4 separate regions of the Mus musculus genome follow, and regions 1, 2 and 4 are each linked to region 3. Evidence: chromatin contacts called from public HiCAR-type and promoter capture Hi-C data. All regions are on one chromosome and are shown on one strand. The core of a region is the stretch at or near the end of the contact, and the rest is flanking DNA. Distances in the headings are between cores, read along the strand shown.

The links. Promoter capture Hi-C pulls out the DNA fragments that hold promoters and counts their contacts. HiCAR-type assays count read pairs that join an accessible place to other places.
Region 1: a promoter capture Hi-C map of liver shows a contact between it and region 3, with 5 times the contacts expected there. The contact joins the promoter of Cnmd here to the promoter of Akap11 in region 3. A contact is called at or near these places in 4 of 39 promoter capture datasets (liver, neutrophils and pre-B cells).
Region 2: a promoter capture Hi-C map of pre-B cells shows a contact between it and region 3, with 4 times the contacts expected there. The contact joins the promoter of Sugt1 here to the promoter of Akap11 in region 3. A contact is called at or near these places in 4 of 39 promoter capture datasets (the C10 cell line, cranial neural crest, liver and 1 more), 1 of 484 Hi-C or Micro-C datasets (rod photoreceptor) and 2 of 9 other capture datasets (adipose tissue and liver).
Region 4: a contact with region 3 is called in a HiCAR-type map of astrocytes, with 4 times the contacts expected there. The contact joins the promoter of Enox1 here to the promoter of Akap11 in region 3. A contact is called at or near these places in 7 of 39 promoter capture datasets (the 3T3-L1 cell line, embryonic stem cells, hippocampal neurons and 4 more), 1 of 15 datasets of contacts at CTCF or cohesin (large pre-B cells), 3 of 484 Hi-C or Micro-C datasets (embryonic stem cells and granulosa cells), 3 of 115 datasets of contacts at active chromatin or transcription factors (astrocytes, embryonic forebrain and large pre-B cells) and 2 of 9 other capture datasets (embryonic stem cells and macrophages).

What each region holds. Positions count from the first base shown.
Region 1 is chr14:79,660,851-79,663,550 of GRCm38.p6, forward strand. It overlaps Cnmd (chondromodulin), which reads right to left and starts at 1,333. Exons shown (of 7, transcript NM_010701.3): 1 at 1,090-1,333; 2 at 545-688. The coding sequence starts at 1,161. Gm41218 (a long non-coding RNA gene) reads left to right here and starts at 2,083. Exons shown (of 5, transcript XR_874848.1): 1 at 2,083-2,123.
Region 2 is chr14:79,586,389-79,589,088 of GRCm38.p6, forward strand. It overlaps Sugt1 (SGT1, suppressor of G2 allele of SKP1 (S. cerevisiae)), which reads left to right and starts at 1,272. Exons shown (of 13, transcript NM_026474.6): 1 at 1,272-1,478; 2 at 1,566-1,623. The coding sequence starts at 1,441.
Region 3 is chr14:78,535,580-78,538,279 of GRCm38.p6, forward strand. It overlaps Akap11 (A kinase (PRKA) anchor protein 11), which reads right to left and starts at 1,281. Exons shown (of 12, transcript NM_001164503.1): 1 at 1,133-1,281.
Region 4 is chr14:77,155,421-77,158,120 of GRCm38.p6, forward strand. Enox1 (ecto-NOX disulfide-thiol exchanger 1) reads left to right here and starts at 1,343. Exons shown (of 19, transcript NM_172813.3): 1 at 1,343-1,622.

The sequences.
Region 1 (2,700 bases), core at 83-2,582, 1.1 Mb after region 3:
TCTGACTTTTTGTTTTAACACAGAATAGGGAGAATGAATAAATAGGTCACAAACAGGAGAACTTTCTTGTTAAAAGAGTTTCCCTCAGCTGTAGGATTGAATATTCTTTCTACCCTTTGTCCTATTTAAATTTATGGCTTTCCTCAGCTGGGACAGGCATCAAGGATCATTTACTTTCATTTCTTTCTTTCTGGAGAAGAAGCTCAGAGAGGTCACGTGCCCTACCCACTGCCTCACAACTGCTTGGTAAGCTGCGTTAGGCTGGGATGGCAGAAAATGGCTTTTCCCACAGTGTCCAGGGCGTTCTCGAACAGTCCCCGTTTCTGTTTTCAGCCTAGGAACCCTGAGCTTGCCTACCCTGTACCCTGTACCCACTTTAGGCTAGACCTGAGAAGGGAGGTGTCCAAGAGAACCAAGGGGACCAAAGGGAGCAGCAGGCTGTGCCCGCTGGCCGAGCAGCGCTCTGGCTCCACCTAGGGGTTCGGCCACCCTGCGCACCTGGCGGCCCTTGCATCCCAACTGGGGAGTCACTCGTTGAACTTACGTGATTGTCATTCCCCTTCCAGAAGTAGAAGGCCCCGATGGCCCCGAAGAGCAGCAGTACCGCGCCAGAAATGAGGACCACAGCTCCTACCTTGAGCAGCCGTGTTGGGCTCCCGGAGGGCTTCACGGTGACGGTGGTGTACGCCTGCGGGGCAGGAGATGGACTGGTTGCCGTGCCACCCACACTCGCGATCCCTGCATCCTGTCCCGGGGGAACCGCGAGGACTGGAGTAGGAAACCTTGGCCCCAAGAACACTCAGAGGTTGCCTTGCGAGTGTCCCTTGTCCTCAGACATGGAAGTACCATAGCAGACTCTTCCCTAGGCCGGCCCCCTAGTACTGCACCCTCTGCTCCACGCCTGTGGTGGATCCTCTGTACCCTGACACTCTCCCCCCACACTGGACATTCTCATTTGATTCCCTCATCACCACACATCCAAAGGCCCAAATCCCTGATCCCAGAAGTGGACCTGGCACCCACAGGAAGCCGGGGTCTCTGTGTCTGGACTTACTCCACAGCAGTCCTGGGGACCCAGGAGGTACTCACCGGGGGACTGCAAAACTCAACGTCCTCAGGCCCTACCATGGTGATAGGAACTTTGTCTGAGTTCTCTGTCATGGCTGAAGATGGAGAAGTAAGATACGCGAAGACCCTATCCCACTGTCCTAACTGTTCCAACTGTCCTCTTGTCCCTACAACGAATGCCCCCTGTACAACAGCAGCAGCAGGAGCAGCAGCAGCAGCAACAGCAGCGTCCTGCTCTGGCCAGCCCTTCTGTCCCCACCCCTTCCAGCACCTCACCTCTCCCCTCCCTCTTCCCTCCACCCTGGAGCAGCCTACTCAGCTTATCCTGTGTTCTCAGATGTGTCCTCCCCATCACTCTCTCCCCTCCAAAAACCCAGAGGGACATCCAGACAGGTTTGAGTATGTAAGGGATGTTGAGCCTTGGAACCCCACCAGCACCCCCAGTTACTAGCTTGCCAGGATTTCTTAGAGTATCAGAGGGCTTTGCAGTGTGACACTGGCTGGAGCCTATTTCTCCAAGGGGCCCTGGAAGCAGAATGAGAGGGGAGTGTGATGAGAGATGGGGGGCCTGTCTCAAGTGCCAATGTTAAGATACCCTTTCTACTAGGGTTTCCGCTGGAGGTGGGAACTGCTGGACTCCCCTGGAACTAGAGCATGGGGCAGAATGTTGGAGATGGCCTTTGCCACTGGGTCCTCTAAGGGAGGGGTTTAATTGCTGCAACAGTGCAGCAAAAGCAGAAGGGTCCTGAAGCAGAGGAAACGGGGAGCCTGGAATGAAAGAAAATGCCTATAGTTAAGTCCACACTGATTAAACAGCAGAAAATGTGTTTCCCAAACACTGATTGGCTACGACCAAAGGAACAAATAAAAGGTGGTTACGTATCATTTACATATATGTAGTAAATAGCTCCATTAAGTGGACAGAGAACATGGTTTGCTTTTTTGTTGTTGACAGTCTCATGTAGCTCAGGATGACCCAGAACTCCATATGTAGCTGAGGATGACCTTAAACTTTGAACTTTCCTCCCGCCATCTCTGGAGTGCTGGGAGCACAGGTATTGGCCAATGCTCCTGATTTTATGAGGTCCCGGGCATGCTTTTCTCTGAGGCACGTACCCACCTTTGAAGAAAATGTCTTCTTCCGTGGTACCTCACTTGGAGCCAGGGCTCCTCAATTCACACTGGGAAATTTAGTTGTTTTAGAACTCTCTGCTGAGAAGTGACTGAGGGCTGGTGCTTGGGAGGTCCTGAGCAGAGGGACCGTGGATGTGCAAGGCTGCAGCAGGAGAGTGTTTAAGGATCAAGAAAGGCATTGTTGCGTGGAGATGTGGCTCTTAGGCTAAGAGCTCGGATGTGGGGCTGCAAGGGAAGAGAGGAATGGAAAACACTGTCACTGTCACCACAGAGCTGGCAGCACCTGCTGAGTCTCAGGGGATGATTTCAGACCTACCAGGACTATGAGAATTGCAGAAGACCGGGTGAGGGGCTATGTTGGGAGGGACAGTGTTTAGACTGTTAAGCTTGATGGCAAAAAGAGTCTAGTGATCAGTCTAAGGCACTTTGTCTGCACACCCTGTGGATGCGTGTAAAATCCTTGCCTGCACACCCCCTGGATGCGTGTAAAATCCTTGC
Region 2 (2,700 bases), core at 22-2,521, 1.1 Mb after region 3:
CCCCCCCTTCAAACAACCCATTTACAATACAGATGGGATATACCTACAGGTGGCAAATGTGTTACACTTTAAACTTTGTAGTATTCCACACTTCCATCTCTTGATGACCCCATACATACTTAAATCTTTGTAACCTCCGTTTCTCCATCTTGAATATGGGCTCAAGTTTCTCTGTATTTTCAAACGTCCTCCCACCGTTATTTTTTGCATCTGCAAGGGGTGATTGATTGGTAGGTTGAGGTTGTAACAAAAAATTATAATACCCACGATAGCTAGCAAGCACAACTAGGCGTTTGGCCAGTATGGAAAACGTGCTAGAAAAGTGGGGAAGACAAAACTTAGGTCTTTTAAAGTTAGAACTCAGAAAAGTGGGCGAGTTTAACAGTGGGGATATGTACACAAATGCCTGAACTGTAATTTCTTTTTCTTCGTGGACTGTCATGTTTCCAGACTGAGGTCTTATATATATCTTGTTTGAGGAAGCCAACGACCACTTCAATCATTTCACCTACTAAAACAGACTTGGTAAAACGAGTTACTGAGCGTTATCAAGAGCTTTTAAATCAAGTTTGGTGAACCTATAACTGCCACTCCCTCCTGTTGCCCCTTACCACTCAGTTTCAAAGAATTCGCAGGAAACTTCCTAGTGTGATGTTTGGCTCTAAGGACGGCGGGGGACGGGGGGCTTACTGGTTACTTAGAACACAAAGCAGCAATAAGACCATTAGCTATAGGTCACTTTCATCCACGCGGTGCTTGTGAAACAGGCTTTTCTTGGTTTGGAAAGCCGACTTAGGAAGGAAGCTTGGGGTGTGGAGCTCTGGCATCTGGCAGGCCCTCCGGAAAACTCCGTCCTCCATGCCGGTAACGTGACTTCCGGCGAGCCAGGCCGTCCGGGTTCTCCACGGAGAGAGTCATGCGAACTGATGCGCCATCCCGGGCTCTGCTGCCGGAAAAGACCTGGCTGCCACGAGTGACGTCACGCACAACTTGGCCGCCGGCGGTAGCCATGATGAAAACCGGAGTAAACGGAGCTTAACGTGACACTCCTTAGCGAAGCCAGAACTACCTCCCGACGGATCCCCAGTACCTTACAGTGGGCTCCGAGACAATATTTCAAAGCTTACAAGCCATGCCGGATCCCCCACGGGCGTACGGCGGGGCGCGGGACTCACGGCCACGCCCTCGGGGCGGGGGCTTGGCTGCGTCACGGGTAGGGGCGGGGCCGGAGAGCGTTTCCTCCTCTTTCCCAGCCGGCCCCGCGCCTACCTGCCCACCCTTCGCCTCCTTTTCCGCGGCTGCATGCTGCGCGACCGCTGATTGGCTACGGAGGACGGAAGCTCAGTTGGGGTTTCTTTAGAAGTTTTCCCTTCCTGGGCGGCGGCGGAGCTGGTAACCAAGGTAGAAACGCTCAGGCAGAAGCTTTCTTGACTCCTAGGGATGGCGGCAGCTGCAGCAGGACCTGCATCGTCCCAGCGGTGCGTGATTTTCTTCACCTTTGCTGTTTGTCTTTCTATTCTTTCCTTGATTAGAGAGACCTGCTGAAGTCGTTGTTTTCTTGGCAGGCTTTTCCAGAGCTTCTCAGATGCTCTGATCGACGGGGATCCCCAGGCAGCATTAGAGGTGAGTGAGCTCACTGGGACTGTTGGGTCCCTACAGACCCCTCCTCTTCCCGGCATTACCTTCGTGGGAGCAAAGCTACAATGTATCTAAGTCCCAAAATTAAGATACTTAATCTCTTTGTCTCCTTAATACCTTTGCCATAGATCTTGCCCTTCCTCTCCACAAGCTCCCGATGAGGGCACCTCCCTCCCATTTATTTCTTGGAAACATAGTTACTGTCTGTGGTTGCACTTATAATGGCATTTATGATCAAGGAAAAGGCGAAAATAGGGCTTGATGTATCAATTTTTTACTTTAACAGTTATGTTTGCCCTTATATGTCAGGTACTGTTAAGTGTCCTTAATTAAATTTACTAAAGAACATTTTCCCTCTGTGCCTTCCACTTTACAGATGACTGTGGTTGTTCTTTATACAGTTGTTTATAAAACCGCGCTTTTTATCTAGGCTGGCCTTAAACTTTGGATCCTGCGAGTTCTTGGGATGTATCAGTAAATAAACCCTGCCTACATTTTAGTATTATATGATTTGCTTTTGGGCCATTTCAGGTGAAGTCTAGAACAAACTAGCTTTGTACGGATGTTTCTTAGGAGCGCTGGCTGGACTCCAGAGAGTTATCGGCACATGTCAAGTATGGTGGTACAGGCCTGTAATCCTGGTACTCAGGCGGTGAATGCCCTAGGGTCAGAAATTCAAGGTCATCCTCAGCTACTTTGTGAGTTGAGGCTAGCCTGGGATGTGTGAAATTCTTCCCGACACTTCAGAGCTCCCCCGCTGGAAAAAAGGAAACATTTTTATGTTTTGAGCCTTAGAGAAATCACTTTTGTAGAGACTAGCAGACTAGGATAGCTACATTGTTGTTTTAATGTTACAAGCTCCGCTTTGTATTCTTAGGTCTACAGAGTGATCATGAGGTTTGATAGCGCGGTATTAGAGAGCCTGCTGGTGTTGGCGCACACCTTTAATCCCAGTGCTTGGGCGGCAGAAGCAGGTGGATCTCTTGAGTTTGAGGCCCACCTGGTCTACCATGAGAGTTCCAGTATGGCCAGAATTACACAGAGAAACCCTGTCTCAAAAGA
Region 3 (2,700 bases), core at 31-2,530:
TTCTTCTGTTTCCCTGACGAAGCCCTGGAATTCAGAGGCTTGAGAAGGCTAGCAAATCTCTCACTACAGTTCTGGGCCTCCAACTTCAGAATCTTCAACAACTGAGAAACATCACTGGGCACAGAGTATATACTGCCAATTCCTTTCCAGGCAGATCAGTTGAGCAGTTCTGTAGCTATCTACATTAGCCACAGCTCAGCTTATAAACCCACGTCTTCCCCAATTCCCTCATATCCCTTCATCCCTCATAAGTCAGTTACTAACTACACAACTAATTGCTTAATTTACTGCCAACCTATGATTCACAATCCTGCCTGGAAAACACAATCAAGTATGAATAACCAGGTTATTCCTTGAAAAAAATGCTTCTATAGTTTGAAAGATTAGGTGGGACTATTGAAAATGACATCAATCATACTAGGCTGCCTTTTACCAGCACACACACCAACACATACACACACACACACCAAGCAAACACAAAGACATTAAAACAAAATCACCTTTGCATGAATAAATACTCCATCTTTCCTGATGCCCTTATTTTATATATTTTCATACATAACAAAATTGAGTACCAATATAAATAACACTGCTAACAAGGTGAGAAAGATGCAAAGGAAAACAAGCGATTTAGAAGCAAATGGATAATCACAAGGCTATAAAAGAACTGCGAATATTAACTCCAGTATGCGCCAAGGCCATTAGCGATGTGTCTCAGCAGTATTGCTCACCGCAAAATGCCTTAATGCCTAAAGCTAAGCCACCTCCAACTAATAGGGTTTTTTTTTCTTTTCTTTTCTTTTTAAAGACCGTAGGCAGAGCTAAAGGACTGTCACCAAGCTATACCAGGGGTTTAGACTGTACTGTCACTGTGGTCTGGCCAGCCCATTTTCTATTTGATAGCGCAATTCGGATGCTTGGCCAGCCTGGAGGCGACGTGACAGCGATGCAAACAGCGGCATCTGGGGTTAGGGCAGCGCCGGGGACCTGGGTTCGGACGCTGACAGGGAAGGATGCTGCTGCGGAGGACAAAGTGCACCGTCCTCCCGCCCGCGCCCCACGCAGCGAGGCCACGGCGCCCGGCCGCAGTCTGGACCCGGCCCTCTGGCTCCCGGTTCCCTGCCCCGCTCACCAGGCGGCACAGCCTCTCAGCTCCCGGGCATGTCAGCCTCCCGTCACGGCCCGCAACGCCCGGTGGCGCGAGCCGCAGCGCAGCGGCGCTCCCCCTCGCCCGCCCCAGCCCGCGACGCCACCGCCGCCGCCTCCCCACGCCGCCCACTCACTCTCGCGAGAGCCGTCGCACCTCTCGCGAGAACGACCCCGTGGCCGAGCCCGCGCAAAAGGAACAAGGGGTGGGGGGAAAATATCTTCCCACGTGCTCTGGAGGGCAAAGCTGCGGGTCGCCCGTCACGTGACGCGGAGGCGCCCTCTCCATTGGCCAGGCGGCCCTCGGCCCGTGGGAGCTTTAAACCTCGAGCTGACCTACGAACTCTCGGCTGACGTCTTGCGCGCTTCCTGGTGCGTTGCCTTGGGAACGGCTTAACCCTTTCCTCTGGCAAGCGCCCGAGCCCAGGATGCTGGCATCCCATCCGCCACCCTTAGACCTTCCTGGGGCTGGTTTCCCACAGCCAGTGGCAGCCCACGACATCAGGGGTCCAGACACAGCCCATCCTTCAGAATGGGTCTGCCCGGTTCCCAACATCATCAGGGGAAACCACTGAGGAAGCCTTGGGCCCAATCGGAACCTCTGGAGTCAGTCTAAAGGGCAGTGCACTTCCCAACCCCACGGGCCATTGAAATTGGAAAATAAGGCTTTGACCACCAAGAAGCCTAGCCTTGGGTGACAAGCTGTGTGATTCCTGTTTAAATCAGAGGAATCGGTGCAGTCATGTTGCATGGTCTCCTCAAGGACATACGGTCCTCAAACTGGCCGAGAGATGAGAAGGACATTTTGAAGTAGATGCTCCTTATTTGTTTTATCCTCTTTAGGGGAGAGAGACAAGAAAGAGTACAGTCATATCTTCGTTCTCTTCAACAGCTTTTGGCTGCTTTCCTTACACGTTTTAGGCATAATTCCAGGTTGTCTATTGAACACTATGAAGACAAATAGATTAGGTTGTTGAGAGCTGGGGCCGGGTTGGGGGAGGGGGTGGATATCTGTAGGTGTTAACTCGCAGATTATCATCATCTGATGGTGGTGGTTACAATTGGGCCACTGCTTGGGGGTGGTGCCCTTGTGGGAGGAAAGATTCAGGCAGTGATTTGGATAGCAGCCCTACATCGCTAGCAGAAAGTAGAATAATTCACAAGCCCCAAATCCGGATCTAATCTAGCACATTTGAATAACAAGAAATAAACTTGGGATGATAATAGAGGCTAGATCCCTTACTGCTTCATCAACCAAGAAAAGAACTGGGAGTTTAGTCTACAATGAAAAGCTTTGACCTCTTAAAGGGGGGAACAATAACAATTAGTTTAAAAAAAAAAACAAAAAACTAGTAAGCTCTTCCCTGTAGAGAGTGAATTTTACGGAAGCTGAAACAACAAGGAACTCGTCCAGGTAAAAGACAATCCTGTGAGAACCAATTTCCAATGACCTTGACAGTCTCCAAAATGTGTTAAGTCAGAGCCCTAAGCGCTGGCTGCTGACTTGTATTTAAAATATGTAGATTTTTTTTTTTTTTTATCATTTTGTTGTTT
Region 4 (2,700 bases), core at 93-2,592, 1.4 Mb before region 3:
TCTGCAACTCGGTGACTTGGACCTTTTTTGAGAAGGTTAGGTGTCCCCAGGATCTTTATCCTTTGCTCAGGCAGATTATACCACCAAGTTCCTTTCTGAGTGCTCTTTTCGTGAATCTTTTGGTAAATTTGCACAATGGGTCAGTCTTCTCCTATGTTCCTTCTTTGCACTGGGGCCTGGCAGCCCGAGGGGAAAAATAGTCTTTCACACAGGGAACTGGCATACGTTTAAATCAAGCAAGCCTAGTGGGATGGTAATGACATTCCCACCATCTGAGTTTCTGCCTTCAGGATATGTGAAGCTAGAAAACAATGTCATTCATTCAACATTTATAGAGAACACACAGTGTACAGGGGCGCTGTGCAAGTCTTGGAGGGCAGGCAAAAGTGCAAACCCTAACCCGCTCTTGAGGATTCCTGCCAAGAAGAGCATGACAACTGCAACACGGACCTTACACTCCTGGAAGGAATTCTTGGGTGAATAAAGTCTGCTTATTTAAAGTAAGCATGGAAAACTATACCAACAGCTCGATGTACCTTTCAGGAATAGGACAGATAAGTGGGATTTAGTCATAATCTCTAAGGTGTTAGAGCGCTCGGTGATGAAGGTGTTCTCAGCTTGCTTTGAGTTACTTGTGTATCGGGACAGTTGGCAGAATCCTAACAAAGAGAGGGCCAATACTTCTATATGGAGGTGGCTAACTTTGAGGGAAAGTGGCTTCCAAGGAGAACAAAAAGGTAACATTTTCATCTGGAGCGATCCCAACCACCACTGAGGCATCCTAATACCCTGGGTAAAACCTCTGTGCCCAGGCTCAACCTTAGACAGCGCCGGGTTGAGCAGTGCATCTCAGCATCCTGGAGTCCACTGCACGCACCGAGTTCCCCCCCGCACCCCGGTCGCCTGCCTGGCGCCTTCAAGGTCGCCATGGCAACCATGGGGTACCAAGACCAGTCCCTGAACGTCCAGCCTAGAAATTCAAACTGGCAGCAGTGGCACGAGCGAGTCGCCTCAGCTCCTCCCCCGAGGGAATAGCGCGATCCTCGGCCGTGGGCACCACTTGTGCAGCATCAGTGGCAGAGCGCTCCTCCGGCTCCAGATCGGCCGGGATCCGGAGCTCGAGCGCGCCACGCCGCCTCTCATCTGGTTTCTCCGCCGGGCCAGTCGCTTCTTCGGGCCAGACAGGCCGCCCATCCTTTCACCGCTTTACGGATTTCCGGGGGCGACGAATTTTGCCTCGGTCCCTACGAGCATCTCTCCGCTTCGCTCCCCCGCCCCTCGCGACTCCCCCCACTCCTGGGCGCGCGCGCGCACACTCACTCACACTCTCAGGCGCGCGTGCGCACGCCCGCGCGCCCCGAGCCGCGGAGTCTCCAGCGCCCCTGAGCAGATCCCACTCTCCCGGGCGCTGCTACTCACACAGGCTTCCAGCCGCCACGGGGCGTCCTCTGTCTGCGGCAGCAGCGGCGGCGCGAGCGGAGGCTGCAGTCTAGCCGGGTCTGGCTGCTCGGCGCCCTGGACAGAGTCCGGCAGAAGCGCGATCGGGAGGAGACGCCGAGGCAAGGAGGAGCCGCGCCGCGCCCGGCGCTCGCTTGCCTCGAATCCCCGCACCGCGGCCCCAGGTAAGCGGCTCCGCGGCCCGCAGCATCCCCGGGGCGTAGGGACTCGCCGCCCATGGGGGGTTCCCGGTCCCGCCCCCGTCGTGGCCGGGGAACAAGGCACCGAGGGGAGTGGGCGAGGGGGGAGGGGAGCGGAGCTGGAGGTGAGGCTGGAAGGCAGCGGTGTGGGGGAGCCCCCTGCGCCCTTCCCCGACGCTCCTCGGGCTCCCGCACTTTTATGAGCCGGGGGTGCTCAGCGCCCCACACAGATGTACTCCGCTCTTTTTTATCGCTGGCCGGCTAGAGTCCGCTCGGGCTCCGCGCCTACCACGCACCAACCGCCTCCCCTGCACCTTGGACAGCGCACCCCGCCGCTCGCCTCCCGGGGACCGCACCCGGGACCCTGTCCTGCCCGCGCAGCCCTCCGGTTGTTCCGTTCTTCCCATAGTGTCCTCCTCCTGTCTTGCATAGCATCTCCCTGCCTTGGCGTTCTCTACTCTGGCGCGGGCCAGAAACTTTCCTCTCTGCCCGATCTGCGCGAGGTACTATTGTTGTTATTTGTGTCTTTCCTTCTCGCTGGGAACTGGACACAAGGACAGGTCTTCCTCTGCGGGCGATCGCCTGCCTTTCCCAGTCCAAGACCGCACTGGGCAGCCGGACTTGGACACCCGGCCGGCGCCTCGGCAGCTGGACGCCCGCGGGTTCCCCGCCTCTCTGGACACGTGCACTCCTCCCACGGACGCGGCCCCTCCCGGACCACCCTATGTCCTACCCCTGCATGGCCACGGCCACCCCATAGGTTGGACACCCGGGATCGCGGGCTCTGATTGGTTGATCTCATAACCCCGCCTCCTTGGAGGGGGTGGTTCTGGAGTGTTGTGGTTGTCATCCCGCAGCGAGCACATGGGGGAAGTGGGGTCGACAGGTGGGGAAACCCAGCTCTATGGCATACACATCCCAGTGTATGTAATCCGGCTAGTATCATTCCTTCAAATTGCACATTGTGCTTTACTCCCCCTTCCGCAGTCTTCCACTGTTATAACATTTTAAAAAATTTAAATTTTGTTGAGATTATGTTTGTTCAGTGGTAGTGGTTTTTAAA